4 separate regions of the Mus musculus genome follow, and regions 2, 3 and 4 are each linked to region 1. Evidence: chromatin contacts called from public HiChIP or PLAC-seq and promoter capture Hi-C data. All regions are on one chromosome and are shown on one strand. Each heading gives the region's core, a stretch centred on a gene start, on an enhancer-like site or on the middle of the called end of the contact. The rest is flanking DNA. Distances are from core to core; before and after follow the strand shown. Region 1 holds the start of Carlr (cardiac and apoptosis-related long non-coding RNA). Region 2 holds the start of 4930447M23Rik (RIKEN cDNA 4930447M23 gene). Region 3 holds the start of Skida1 (SKI/DACH domain containing 1). Region 4 holds the start of 4921504E06Rik (RIKEN cDNA 4921504E06 gene).

What was found. Promoter capture Hi-C pulls out the DNA fragments that hold promoters and counts their contacts. HiChIP or PLAC-seq counts read pairs in DNA pulled down with a chosen protein or histone mark.
Region 2: a contact with region 1 is called in an H3K4me3 HiChIP or PLAC-seq map of bone marrow-derived macrophages, with 8 times the contacts expected there. The contact joins the promoter of 4930447M23Rik here to the promoter of Carlr in region 1. A contact is called at or near these places in 5 of 484 Hi-C or Micro-C datasets (bone marrow-derived macrophages, cerebral cortex, embryonic stem cells and 1 more), 6 of 115 datasets of contacts at active chromatin or transcription factors (bone marrow-derived macrophages, craniofacial prominence, embryonic basal ganglia and 3 more) and 2 of 9 other capture datasets (bone marrow-derived macrophages and embryonic stem cells).
Region 3: an H3K4me3 HiChIP or PLAC-seq map of forebrain shows a contact between it and region 1, with 7 times the contacts expected there. The contact joins the promoter of Skida1 here to the promoter of Carlr in region 1. A contact is called at or near these places in 5 of 39 promoter capture datasets (the 3T3-L1 cell line, the SN4741 cell line, cranial neural crest and 2 more), 10 of 115 datasets of contacts at active chromatin or transcription factors (bone marrow-derived macrophages, craniofacial prominence, embryonic basal ganglia and 7 more) and 2 of 9 other capture datasets (adipose tissue and liver).
Region 4: a promoter capture Hi-C map of stem cell-derived epiblast-like cells shows a contact between it and region 1, with 7 times the contacts expected there. The contact joins the promoter of 4921504E06Rik here to the promoter of Carlr in region 1. A contact is called at or near these places in 5 of 39 promoter capture datasets (embryonic stem cells, hippocampal neurons, liver and 2 more).

The regions. Positions count from the first base shown.
Region 1 is chr2:18,800,119-18,803,249 of GRCm38.p6, forward strand. Carlr (cardiac and apoptosis-related long non-coding RNA) reads right to left here and starts at 1,700. Exons shown (of 1, transcript NR_131254.1): 1 at 1-1,700.
Region 2 is chr2:19,342,879-19,345,932 of GRCm38.p6, forward strand. It overlaps 4930447M23Rik (RIKEN cDNA 4930447M23 gene), which reads left to right and starts at 1,439. Exons shown (of 4, transcript NR_126563.1): 1 at 1,439-2,241.
Region 3 is chr2:18,046,636-18,050,083 of GRCm38.p6, forward strand. Skida1 (SKI/DACH domain containing 1) reads right to left here and starts at 1,814. Exons shown (of 1, transcript NM_028317.3): 1 at 1-1,814. The coding sequence starts at 1,704.
Region 4 is chr2:19,552,178-19,555,360 of GRCm38.p6, forward strand. 4921504E06Rik (RIKEN cDNA 4921504E06 gene) reads right to left here and starts at 1,733. Exons shown (of 17, transcript NM_027600.4): 1 at 1,597-1,733. The coding sequence starts at 1,703.

The sequences.
Region 1 (3,131 bases), core at 450-2,949:
AGAATCGATCTGCACCAGACACCGAGGCTGCTACTGCGGAGGCCGCTGGAGGCTAGCAAGGGGAGGCGAGGGGGGTGGAGAGCAAAGGCTCAGGGCATCCGCCCCTCCTCCACCCACCTCCATCCATCCGGGCTCAAGAGCAGCAGAAATTACGTTTAGTGCAAATTGCTGAAGCTCCCTACTTCATCCTCAGTGGTGGGTGGCACGGTGTCTCGCAGGCAGCAGACCGCGGGGAAGGTCGGAGTACGGGTGAAGCCCCTCCGCCTGCCACCGCAGCGGTACGGGAATCAAAGGCCTGACCCGCAGCGGCCCTCCGGGATCCTGCGGGGGGCCGTGCGGGGCGGGCAGGATCTGCCTCCCGGAATCCCACAAACCGTACATGAGCAAGTTCGAGGCCAGTGTGTGGGCTTGCAGGGCCATCCCTCAGCCAGGACAGCACTTAATCACCGTGTCCCCTGCGGCGTGACGTTAAGGCTGGGAGGAAAAGAAAATTCTCCCGGAATCTTCGTTACAAAATCGTTTCCTTTACTAGCCCTCAATCCTGGGAGTCAGGGACACTTAAAGGCACGGTTGGGGTCCTGAAGGAAGAGATGGGATCCGGACTGGAGATAGCCATCTCTCTTCGCAGCCCCTGAGACAGAGTCATTCGACCACCTTCTCTCCCGACTGACTTTCCTGCTCCGGTAATTAAGGGAGAAGCGCAGAGACAGATTCACCCCATTTCGCCCTTTCTCATTCCCAGTCATTGCGAAGCCCCTGGCCTGAAAGGCTCGGGTTCCTCTCCTGCGTGGCAAAGGCCCTCTCACTCCGAGAGCTATAAATATTAATAAGCTGCACGGCTCCGGGCTTAATTATCTTCTCTTAATTGTAGCTTAACCAAAAATCCAGCCTCCTGCTACTCGGGCCTCTCTAAATCGGGATTATTTAGTTTCCGTGTCTGGAGGCCCCTTCGGCTCAAAGTCTTCTGTGTTGTGCCGCCAAACCTGGAAACCATATGCTGCGTCTCTGCGCGGTTTAAAATCATCCTTAGAGCAATGACGCCTCTCCTTACACTGGATGCCTAGGTTCGGGGCAGTCTTCTGCTCCCTTTCCCTGAACCTGGTACTCCCTACTACCAAAGGATTCTGCCTCCATCTCTTTTCCCTAAGTCCCCAGTAGCCTATAGGGGTTTGTCAGATAAGGGTGGCCCTTGTGGGGCACGGAATTCGCCCAGCAAATGACGACATCTGACTCAAGGGAAGGGTCTCTTCATCCCCTCACCGGGAAAGCAGCCCACACCGCTCCACTGTGGCAGGCAGGCTCCCTTGGGATTACTTGATCGGGCTGCACTGGGACACCACCCTTGTCCCTACCTGCGCAGCCCGCTCCTTGCCAGGGCTCTTCCTGGTGCATCTAGAATTCGGTGTCAAGAAAGCTCCAAGCCTGGAGCTGAGGGCTCTGAGCTTTCTTCCCTGGGTCGCAGGTGGGAGGAGAGAGAGGTCGTGGTAGCTTGCAGTTCACTGTCCTTCCCGCGCTCGAGATCCACGATGCTGAAGCTTAAGCTTAGGTCCAAGGTCTTTGATTAACAAGCTGGACATCCAGTCCTGCACTGGTGGGCAATGCCCAGATCTTCTCTAGTTCAGTCCCCTGGCTATAGAGTGCGCCTGGCTTCTGCAGCGCAGTCTATGGTCCCTCTAGCACCTTAGCTCTGCGGTTTTTCCTCTACAGACTGGGGGGCGGGGGGAGCTTAGGAGGACCCTAATCACCAGCACCAGCGCCCAGCCTTGCTAATTCAGGGGAGGTCAGCAAACCACAGGGAACAGTATTCCTGATGTGTTTTAGGTCTGCTTTGTCCTGGTGCAGATTGATTTCTAAGGCACTGTCAAAGTCTATGAGAAGCAGCTGTAATTCAGTTGATTTTAGCTCCTGGGTACCCACAAACAGCTGCCTAAGGCGGATAGATTGTGTCTGTGCTCATGCGATCAGGATCATTTACAAATGTAACTGCTAAAGGGGCACAATAGCATGCATATTCATGTAATCCTAGCACTCTGGGTGAGACAGGAGGACTGCAAATTAGAGGACAGTCTGGGCTATGTAGACGCTGCTTCAAAAAAATGAAGCAAAATATTAAATATAATTGTATATTTACATGATAACCATTTGAGTTGCATCAAAAGAAATGTTCAAAACACTAAGAATTTAGGTAATATTCTCCAGTAGATAAATTAACACTGAATATATTTTAGTTAAAAATGCAGATCTGTCACAGAAGTCCAATTATAGGAAACTTTCACAATCTGAAAGATTAGTGGTCAAAGTGGCAGTCACTGGAGTTTCCCAAAGCCCAACCATCTACTGAAATCACCAGAAAGGAATCCACTTCAGATACTTCAGGACTCACTACAGTAGGTAGGTAGTTTCTGGTGGGGTTTTAGAGGCAAGATCAGTTTTACTTTTTGGCAAAACTAACATTTCCTATATAATTCACATAGATCAGTGGTTCTCAACCTCCCCTTTAATCCAGTTTCTCACAATGTGGTGACCCCAGCCGTAAAATTATTTTCGTTGCTACTTCATAACTGTAATTCTGCTACTGGTATTAATCATAATGTAAACATTTATGGAGATAGAGGTTTGCCCAAAGGGTTGAGAACCACTGACATAGCCTCTAGACCAGCAGCAAATATTTGGCCCAGGCCCAGAGCTGGGAAACCTGTCTTGGGTGGTTAGAAGAACTGCAGCAGACCAGCTTTGGCTTTGTCACTTCCTAGCTGTGCTACCACCCAACCTGAGGCCCCCAGAATGGGAAAGAGGCTAAATGATGAGCAGGAGCCTGACTGAGCATAGAGCAAGACAGATGTGGGTGGAGCAAGACAGATGTGGGTGGAGCAAGACAGATGTGGGCGGAGCAAGACAGATGTGGGGGCAGTTGATGGGCATTTGGGCAGGCAGGCAGGTTTAAAAAAATTACTATCCCGCACTTTGCCACTTTTCAGATGCTCAGTACCAATGTCAAGTGACCCAGAGCAACAGTATGAGAATGCGCCTCAGCGTCCTCTGAAGGGGTTCTGGGCTCCGAATCAGGACAGAGCCTTTCTGGAGGGACTCTTGCTCCCCATCTGCCTTTTCTGCTGCAGTGAGTGAAGGCG
Region 2 (3,054 bases), core at 189-2,688, 540 kb after region 1:
AATTTCTCAGGTAAAAATCTTCACTTAGTAGGTAAATGGTCAGAACAGGCATTAGGACCTCCATTTGCATCTCTATAAGTCCTGTAAAAAGTTGGGTGTGCAGAGTATCTGCCTGAATGCTAGGGCAAGGAGACAAGAGTCCCTGGAACTTTCTTGGTCAGTTGGTCAAGCCAATCTATATGCACTAGGTTCAGTGAGAGACCATGTTTCAAACTACAAGGTGAAGAGTGAGGGACAAAGATACTGATGTAGGTCTCTGTACACACACACACCACCAGCCCATTCACCTGCTCACCCATCTGCTCACCCACATACATACACACACACTTATGGGACACACTTTGCTGTCACACTTTGCTGTCAAGTAGAAAACATAGCCTTCATCTCAAAGAGAAGAGATAGTTTATTTTGGAGACAAATATGAGTAACCATGGCCTGGGAACACCGATTTAGGTTACTTTAGATTCCATGTTGCAATATGACAGCAGATTCATGAAGTTTTTTTATAGTAACACAACAAAAGAAAGTCATAACTCAAGACATTTTTCATGAATTAGGTACTTACCGAAAAGTGGGACATTTCTGCTATAGGCTTCAAATGCTATAGGTTTCAAATGGTATCTGCTGAGCCTCATGGCTTCTGAATCAGTGGAAGCCAGAGACCTGATAGCACATTCTAAAATGATTTACCTAATAGTTACAGGATGTTTTCAGAACAGGCAAAAAAATTGACTATTTAGGGCACCAAAGTAGTCCAAGATAATTTGCCTCAGGGCTTAAAACACTCCAATCACAGTAGTCTGTTGTAACTAATTAATCATTTCTGTAAAAAAGGTCAATGGAGATTGTAGGTTTTTTTCTGAGAAACTTGGTTAAAACACACACACACTATACAGGGGTCCTAATGTCAAGATATTTAAGAACTCCATTCATGGATGACAAAGAGGTATTTGGAAATAGATTCTTAAATTTGGGCTCACTGGACAGACATGAATTTTAGTCAAGCTACAGGCTCTGCAGTTGCAAGATCTGGGCTCAGAAGTCAGCCTTTGCTGCTTGCGAAGTGTCTTTGGGTGAGTCACTTCACCTCTGTGACAGAGATAATTCCAGTTCCTTCCCCATGCCACTTGAATGTTAGAGGTTACATCTCTACCCCAAATACAGGAAGAGCTTGCAAAATATTACCCATTCTTGTTGGACTGACATATTTTTAAATGGAAAACAAAAACCAACCACTTACTTCCTTTTCCATTATCTCAAAGTTTTACATAATCAGTAATAAAATGTGATCGTGAAGCAGCTGGGAGTCATTACTACCAGGCCCACCTTCTCTTGCCTCATGGCCTGCTGACGTCAAAATGAGGCCTTGTTTGCCAGGAGGATGGATGTTCATGGTCAAGGCAAGTTGTGACTTTAAAGTGACAACAAAGAAAGGGTAAGTTTGCAGGCTGGCAAACAGGCTGGGAAAGCCCTTGAGAGACTCAGACAGCTCACGCCATACTTCAGACTTCATAGACCTGGGAGACATCCAGCTTTCTCCCCCAGAGAAGCCGCAGCCTGGTCCCTTCCCCTGCCACACCATCTGGTCCACAGAAACACCAGACTTCCGTGTCTCTCGGCCCTATAAAAAGCGACATTCCTTTTCCTGTCTCCTCTCCACCCGTCCCTCCCACCCACCCGGCTCTCCTCTCTCCTTGCCTTTGGTCTTCCTGTCTTATCCCTTCTCTCCTGCCAATCACTCCCTTTCTTCTCAACACTCCTCCTACATCTCCCCTCTGTGCACTTGCAGTGCTATTCTTTATCTAACCATGAAAACATCCTCGAAGGGCTTCTAGAACATTCGTATGTCTGGAGGAGTTAGAGTCCTCCAGCGCTGGGGTTGGCAATTCTGCCTCCTTAGCGTCCAGGATAGACGAAGCATTTATTCCGAGGCTTTGTGCGCCCTCTTGTGGTTTCTCCGTCATGCCAACTCCCGCAGACAATGGCTGCTTTGTCCAGAAGAGATGATGATTTAGATGACAACCTGGCTTAAACCTCAGAAACCTTCAATCTCTCCTTCTTCAAACAGTTTTTATTAGAAGGATGGCTGTGAAAAATGAAGCCCTTATGCACAAAGCCACCGCGTTTCACTGCGATGTTCACCTGGCCTATGAAGATCTCCGGACACAAAACCAGGCAACAAAATCAGGATGCAACAAGATGGAGGGGCAAAGCACAGAAGCGGAGTGGGCCCTGCCGTAGGTGAGGGTTGCCATCCTCTTACACCTGCCGCTTCATGCTTGAGCTCAGGTTAGAACACTTGTGAGATGATTTCTCTATTCTAAATCTGACAGTAATCCCTCGCGGGGGGGGGGGGCGGGGGGGGGAAGATGCACCTGGCCAGACTGCTAGGCTGGCTCAGAAGGTCCCAGAATGACTATAGGCAGTTTTTGGCTCCTATGATTGCTGGACATCTCTCCCCATCCCTTTCTCCTCCCCTTCTCCCTCCCCTCTCTCTCCCTTTCCTTTCCTCCCTCTCCTCCTCTTCCTCTTCGTCCTGCTCCCCACTCATCTCTCCCTCTTTTTCTGATCTTCTTCAACAGGATCCCACTATACAGCCCAGGCTGGCCTCAAACTCACAATCCTGCCACCCCCTTCGATTAGTGAGAATGCAAGCCTGTGCCACAGTGGCCTGTCTGTTCCAGCTGAGACCTGTTCTGTACAGTCAGCTCAGAGTGCAAACACACGCTTTAACTCATGACTTCCAAAGTCAGGTTGCCATGACCTAGAACTCTGGAAAACAGCATCATGACATCACAAAAACGAGTGCTGGCTGGGGGAAAGCAGTATGTCCTGGTATCAAGAGCTTACGCAGTCCTGCAAGGGCAGGTTATACAGATGGGAGCATTGCATGAGCTAGTGGAACACCTCCATCCATAACTGCCTGCTTGTGAGAGACCGGGGGGAGGGGGGGGGGAGATCCCACCTGGGTTTCAGGCTCAACATCAGGGTAAGGCAGGAATAGTAGTTTCACAAGTACAGGATTGAGGGTCAGAATGCCAGGTCATAAAGATA
Region 3 (3,448 bases), core at 564-3,063, 750 kb before region 1:
GTTAATTGTCAGGTCAGTTCTCTTTACAGTACTGGATATTTCAGAGTGTGGGAATGTAATCTCAGATACCCTATCGTTTCTTATCTCTGGGAAACAACTCCCCAAGCTGGCCGGGCAGTACACCGGAGTCCCTTTGGGAGCCCAGCTCTGCAGACTCCACTCCTCTGGTGACTCGGCTTTGACACTACTCTTGAGGTCGGGAAGTCGGCCGGCATCCTCGAAAGCAGCGGGTTTGGTTGCAGCGGCGGCGGAGGCCAGATGGTACAAGAAGTTGGCCTGCGCCTGCACGCTGGGAGGCTTGCAGAAGCTGGTGCGCCTGAAACGGATGCTCTGCACTGACACTTGGCTGGACCCGGAGCTGGAGTCTGACTCGGTGGAAGAATCCTCCTCCTCCGAGCTGATTTCACTGGAATCCGAGGCCCCGCTGCCCCCCTCTTCCTCCTCCTCCTCTTCCTCCTCCTCCTCTCCTTCCTCCTCCTCTTCCTCTGAGGACACCGAGTTGCTGGAGCTGGACAAACTGGAGCCAAAATCCGAGTCATTGGCTGCATGGTCGGAGTAGGAGCTGGACTCGGAGTCGCTGCTACAACTCTCGGGAAAGCTTCCTAGATGGGGTTGCGGCCGGTGGTGATGAGAGGGGTGGTGACTCGGCGTTGGCTGCTGGGCTCGGTGGTGATGGTGATGATGATGGTGGTGATGGTGATGGTGGTGGTGGGGAGGCGGGCAGAAGCTGTTGACCAGATGAAACCTCTCCAAGCAAGTGGCCCCGGCCGCCGCCGCCGCAGCAGCAGCCGCCGCTGCTGCCGCCGCCGCCGCCTTGGCTTTGTAGGATCTGGGCAGCAGCAGCAGGCGCCGGGCTCCGGCGTGAGGCGGGAGCAGGCAGTTCTTGGCGCCCCCGCGCTTGCGCTTGCAGCGGTAAGTCAGGCTCACTGGGCCTCCCGCGCCGGTCGCCGCCTTGGGCTGAGGCCCGGCAGTCTGGTAGTAGGCGGCGGCGGCGGCGGCAGCAGCAGCGGCGGCGGCGGCGGCGGCGGCTGCAGCCGGGTGCTTGCTGCACAGCAGGCTCCGAAAATAAGCGGGGTCCGAGTGGAAGGCGACGTAGTTTCCCTGGAGCTGGGCAGTTTCATAGTTTAAAGAGGATTTGCAAGGCGAGCGAACGATCTCCGGGTAGTGGGAGCCCGGGTATTTGCTAAAAATCTGAGGTAGATGGGCGGCGGGGCGCGCGGCGGCGGCGCCCGGACGCTGGGACTGCGCGCTGATTGGCAGGGGCCGCGCGGCTCCGCTCAGGCCCCGCCAAAGTTGGTGCTTGTCCTTCCAAAAAGCCGGGCGGGGGCTGGCGGCGGCGGCGCGCTCTGGCGGCGGCGCCTTTGTGGCCAGGGCCCGACCGACTCTCCTTCGCTTGGTCTTGAGCACACGCTCGGTTTTGCAGGATGTGTAGAGCGCTTCTACGTCTTCCCGGGAGATGAGCGTGCATTTGGCCGCGTGGAAGGCGATACTGTTGATTGCTTTGAGTTTCCGCAACTCCTCCAGATCGCAGTGGTGCTTTTTCACTTTCAGATGATCCATGCGCTTGTGCACGGTCGTCCTCGGGATGTTTTTCAGCAGATCTGTGAAGACTTGGGAGAGAGCAAACATTTGCTTCCCTTTAATGATGAGGTAGCCGAGCCTCACGCCATCCACCTCTTCGAAACCTGACTTCAGGTCTCCCATCTCGGGCACTAAATGATCCCCACCATTTGCAGTAAATATATACGTGACGCATACATACACATGTATGTATGTTAATCCTCCGCCAGATGCTGCGTGTGTCTCAAGGCATCCTGCTAATAAAATAACAAAGACTGTTATTCCCGGCGAAGGGAGTGCCAAACTCTAGGCGAATTACTGGGGGGTTGGGGGGGGGGAAGAAAAACCCCAAGAAATTACACTGACTTGATTCTCGCTTTTTTTTTTTTTTTTTTTTTTTTTGGTTTTCGTTTTTTTAAAAAAGAGGGAAAAGACCATCCGGTTTCAGCTCTGCCAGTGTGTTGGTCTGAGTCCTCGATGCGGATCAGTACCTGGGCCCCGCTACTCCTTCCTTCTCCATTGGAGCACTATGATAATGGAATGTGAAGGGAGAAAGAGAAAAGAAATGCAGCTGCTATTCCCGCCGCTGCTTTAGCTACAAATAAAATGACAGAGTGAAGTGAGCTCGTCCGGAGACACCTTCATCAATTAATTCCCCTAAAGCCAACGCTGATTGGACACTCCTGACAGGTGATGCAATAAAAATTGATATTCCACCCCTTCCCCCCAAAATCTCCTACTAATTAGCATACCCTTATACTGCCACCTCCCCTCCCAAAGTAAATAATACAGCCGGTATATAAATCTTTCCATTAAACTATCGGAGCTCAGAAACAGCCTGACTCACAGACTTCATCAGAAGCAGTGTATGTACGAGAGAGAGAGAGAGAGAGAGAGAGAGAGAGAGAGAGAGAGAGAGAGAGAGAGAGAGAGAGAACCGTATATTCCCCTTTAAAGAAATACTGCCTATTTTTGCTTTATTTGCATTTTACCGATACAGCTATTATCGTTTCAAAGGAAAGCATTTAAAAAACATTATCAAGCTCAAATAGATATACCCCACCCTTCTTTTCTTTGGAAAATGAAGCTTAAGGGAAAACGTGCAGAATAGCCTGGTATTTCCCTTCTGGGAGTGGAGGAGACTGGCTGGGAGCTCTAAAGTTAAACCCTGAGGTGACCCAGCCCAGTACAGACTTACGTTGGCAATTTCTCTCGAGTCCCCCCACCCCCCATGCCTTTTACAACCAGAAACAAAGTTATTTGACCAAGAAAGCAGTTCGAGGCTCCACCTCAGGAACATGTAACAATTCAATTGGATTTCGCTTCTTTGCTGAGGAGTGGGGCAGGGGGAAGGTAGTTTCTCGTCAGGCCCATAACAAAGCACAGATAAGCCAGAGATGAGTACACTTTTCACCATTAACTAGCCTGGAGTAGAGGTGAGGTCATTCTAGAGTGCCCAGCACCGGCCTGAGCTGGAAGCTTGTCCACAGGTCCGAATTCCAGGGAGCAGATACTTCCTTCTGCAGCAAAGGGAAGGAAAGGGACGGCTCCCCAAGGTGATCCCAGAAGTTTTACATAAAAACAATGAAAAGAAAGTGCTGCTCTATGGCGCAGCGGACCATTTCAGTGGTTGGTGATGGTTTGACTGGAGGGTTAGAGGACTCTTCCACGGCTCCCATGTTTCCCCTGTGAAAGCCAGACATTTGTCTTAAGAAAAATCACTTTGGATGAAGATCAGTCTGCTTTAACCTCTTCTTAGTCACTAGCATGGTTTGCTGTCGTTTTCAAGGATATCCAAAATATTGCCAAGTGAGAGGAAGGGTCTTTCCACTTGCATTTGTAGGATCTCAGATGGGTGGTTGGCTGCTTTGCAAAATTCAGCAAAATC
Region 4 (3,183 bases), core at 483-2,982, 750 kb after region 1:
GTGGTGACTTGGGGGTGTGTACACATACACCAGTTTTCTGTGCTACCTTTGCTTCTGTTTCTTCTGTCACTTGTAAATGCTGTCTGACTCATTATGTGGTTACTGACTTAACTAGAATGTATCACTTCACCAAGGCTGACCTGAGTTTATGTGAACTACCTGGCCTAACCCAGCTAGATCAGATCCCTGGGTGTCAGCCAGTATCTAGCTTCTCCCATTCATATCAGAACTCCAACCTATTTCTCTAAGCCTTTGAGTGGAAAAAAAAATGTTATGGACATTAGTGGTTCCTTAGTTCAATCAACGTGTGCTAGTAGCAATTGGCAGAGATCAGTTTGCCCCATGAGTCTGGCTGGAATGTTCTGTTGGGTACTTATTCCACTGCAGAATGTCAAGGAATCCAGGAGAGAAAGGGGCTCTTAGGAACAGATTAGACACAGCATTCCACTGTTGTCTGCCAAGAGCTGCCTGTGATATGTGCTTTTGACAGTTTTATCAAAGGTCTGTGGGTACCCTGACTTGGTTTGGCCAGCAAACCTATTAATGACTAGTTGGGGTAGAGAAGTGGAGTTCAGCAGGACTGGGTACTGGTTCAGGCCCACCATTGGGCTGGTCTAGCTATAGTCAGTCCCTTCCCCTGCTCCCTGTCCTGTCCCTGCTCCCTCTTCTCTCTCTCTTCCCCAGTGTGGGGTTTGCCTGGAATCAATAGCCTGGCTCCCTGAGGTCTCTACTTAAGGAATGGCATCACGTGGCAGTTAATCTAAGGCTATGTGCTTACTGCTTTGAAAGAGTGTTTTAAGAAAAAAAAATTCCCCATAAATGTTGACTCTACATTATCCAAATAAAAAAAGGGCTGAAGCCAAATGAGAGAGAGAGAGAGAGAGAGAGAGAGAGAGAGAGAGAGAGAGAACCTAAGGACCATGAAATAATGATTCCATTGACTGCCTGGCAAAGGCATATGGCTTGTTGTCTTTATATATTTGGCGGTGCTCCAGTTCTAGGAAAATCCATGTCAACGTCCTATTTTCCAAAAATGATGGCCTCCGGAGGTGAGATCAAGAGAGATGAATAGGTAATGAAGTGGGAGCCTCATAAATGGGGCTGTTCCCTTAAAAAGAGCCCAGGTGGAGGATAGAGAGTGGAGAAGTCAGGAGATGGCTCCCCCGCTGATCCCACTAGGGGAGGATGCAGTAAGAACGGGTTGCTTACAAGAAAGGACCGTCAGACATCAAATCAGTGCCCAGTTCTTGGACTCCAAGCCTCCAGAATCTCAAAAGAAATCTGTGTTTAAATCGGGAGTCTATGGGATCTTCTTTAAGCAACCTCATACCATTTCTGTATGGCTCTTTTCTAGACTGTACCTCGGTGAAATATTTAACAGGCCCTGTGGTCTATGGAGTAGGCACAATTAGCTACTGTCCTGTTTCCCAGATGAGCTAATAAGAGGCATAGGACCCGGTGAGAAGTCAGACGAAATTAGAACCCAGACCTGAGTCTGAGCTTTTAGCCTGTGGTTTACTTAAGAAATCAAAGGCGACGAGGCTGTGGAGAACAGGTGACCAGCTCTGAAGCGCGTGCAAGTAGCGGGCAGGTCACCTGGAATGGAATTTGAATTGCTCAATAGCCCCCTCGAGGGTCTGGAGAATCTTCCTGCATCCACGTGTCTTCGTCCATTCTTCAGTCTCAGTCTCAGCCTCCGCCATGCTCCCAACTGCTCGCTTGGAGTTCAGAGAATCTGAGTCCCAAAGCCAGAGTCCGTTGCCATGGCGACTCCCAGAGAAACCGGAGACCGGGGTGGGGGTGGGGTTGGAGGGGTGAGGATCAGGGGCGGGGCGGAGAGCGGGCGGGGGTGGAGTGGGTGAGGTGTAGGGCGGGCTCCGGAAGTGCTCCTCTGTCTCGCCAGGCCACCTGCCCCACCAGACATAAGCCTTGCGACAAAGAGCCTTCTCGGACGCCCACAAGCCAACCCGTTCCTAAATGTCTCTAGGCAAAGCTGCACCCTGTAAATAACTCTGCTGCGGCCCACTACGCCTCCGGACCCTTTCTGCTTCCTTCTCCTCCAAGGCTCTGAGCTCAGCCTCCTTTCTGGTTGGACTCTGCATTTGGGAAACTGAAGTTTCCTACGTCAACGCTCCTCCCACGTGCCTGTCAGATCTGCAGCTTGCTTGGCTCTCTCTTTTGCTTGGCCTCCTACCAAGTGTCACTCACTCTCTGCGGAGATGGAAACTAGTGACCCCATCCAATAGCTATCTCACGATATAAAGAGGCCTGGGCTTGTCAGCAATACCACAGGAGAGCAGGTGGCCTGATAAAATACTGACACCTGTCACTTGAATACACACACACACACACACACACACACACACACACACACACACACACAGGAGTGTTGCTGAGTGAAGATTTTCTTTGCAGAGATTAAACAGGCCTACATCCTTATTTAACATAAAGGACAGAATGTAAGGCATGGCATTTTACACAATATCGTGTAGTGGAATTCAATTCACTATCTACCATTATTAAGAGAAGCTATTTTAAGCGGTAAAACTACCATTTATTCTTAACTGTGTGCCAATTATTGACAAGGGACCTAAGCTTGGGGTATCATCGCTTTTAGAACTAAGTATTTTTCATCTTCATTTCACTATATTGTCTGTAAGGATATATTTATATTTATGTATATATATATATATGAATGTGTGTGTATGATGCATATGATATATGTGTATGTGTAGAGTGTATGTGTATATATATATGTGTATATGTATACTGACTCTCTCTCTCTCTATATATATATATGTATATATATATATATTCCTAATTAGCTGGATATTAGGAGTAGGAAACAGGGAAAGAAATTCACTGTAGCGATCACTGTCTTTAAACATTTAAGGCTATTATGTGCCTGCATACAGTGCCCTGGGAGATGAGAAGAAGGAAATGGAGCTGGAGTTTCACATGGTTCTTATCTGACTTGTGGTGACTGGGAACCATATTCCCTAGCCTTCTGTAAGAGCAACAATTGAAGGCATTTGTTGATCAGGCTGCATAATTACACCATCCCCCAGAAACAAGAAGCACACATACATTTTTATTGGAGCCTTGCAACAGCCCATCCAGGAGATTCCAGTTTCAGCATCCAGGGCATTAAGGAAAGAGGACCACAAGTTTGAAACTAACAAC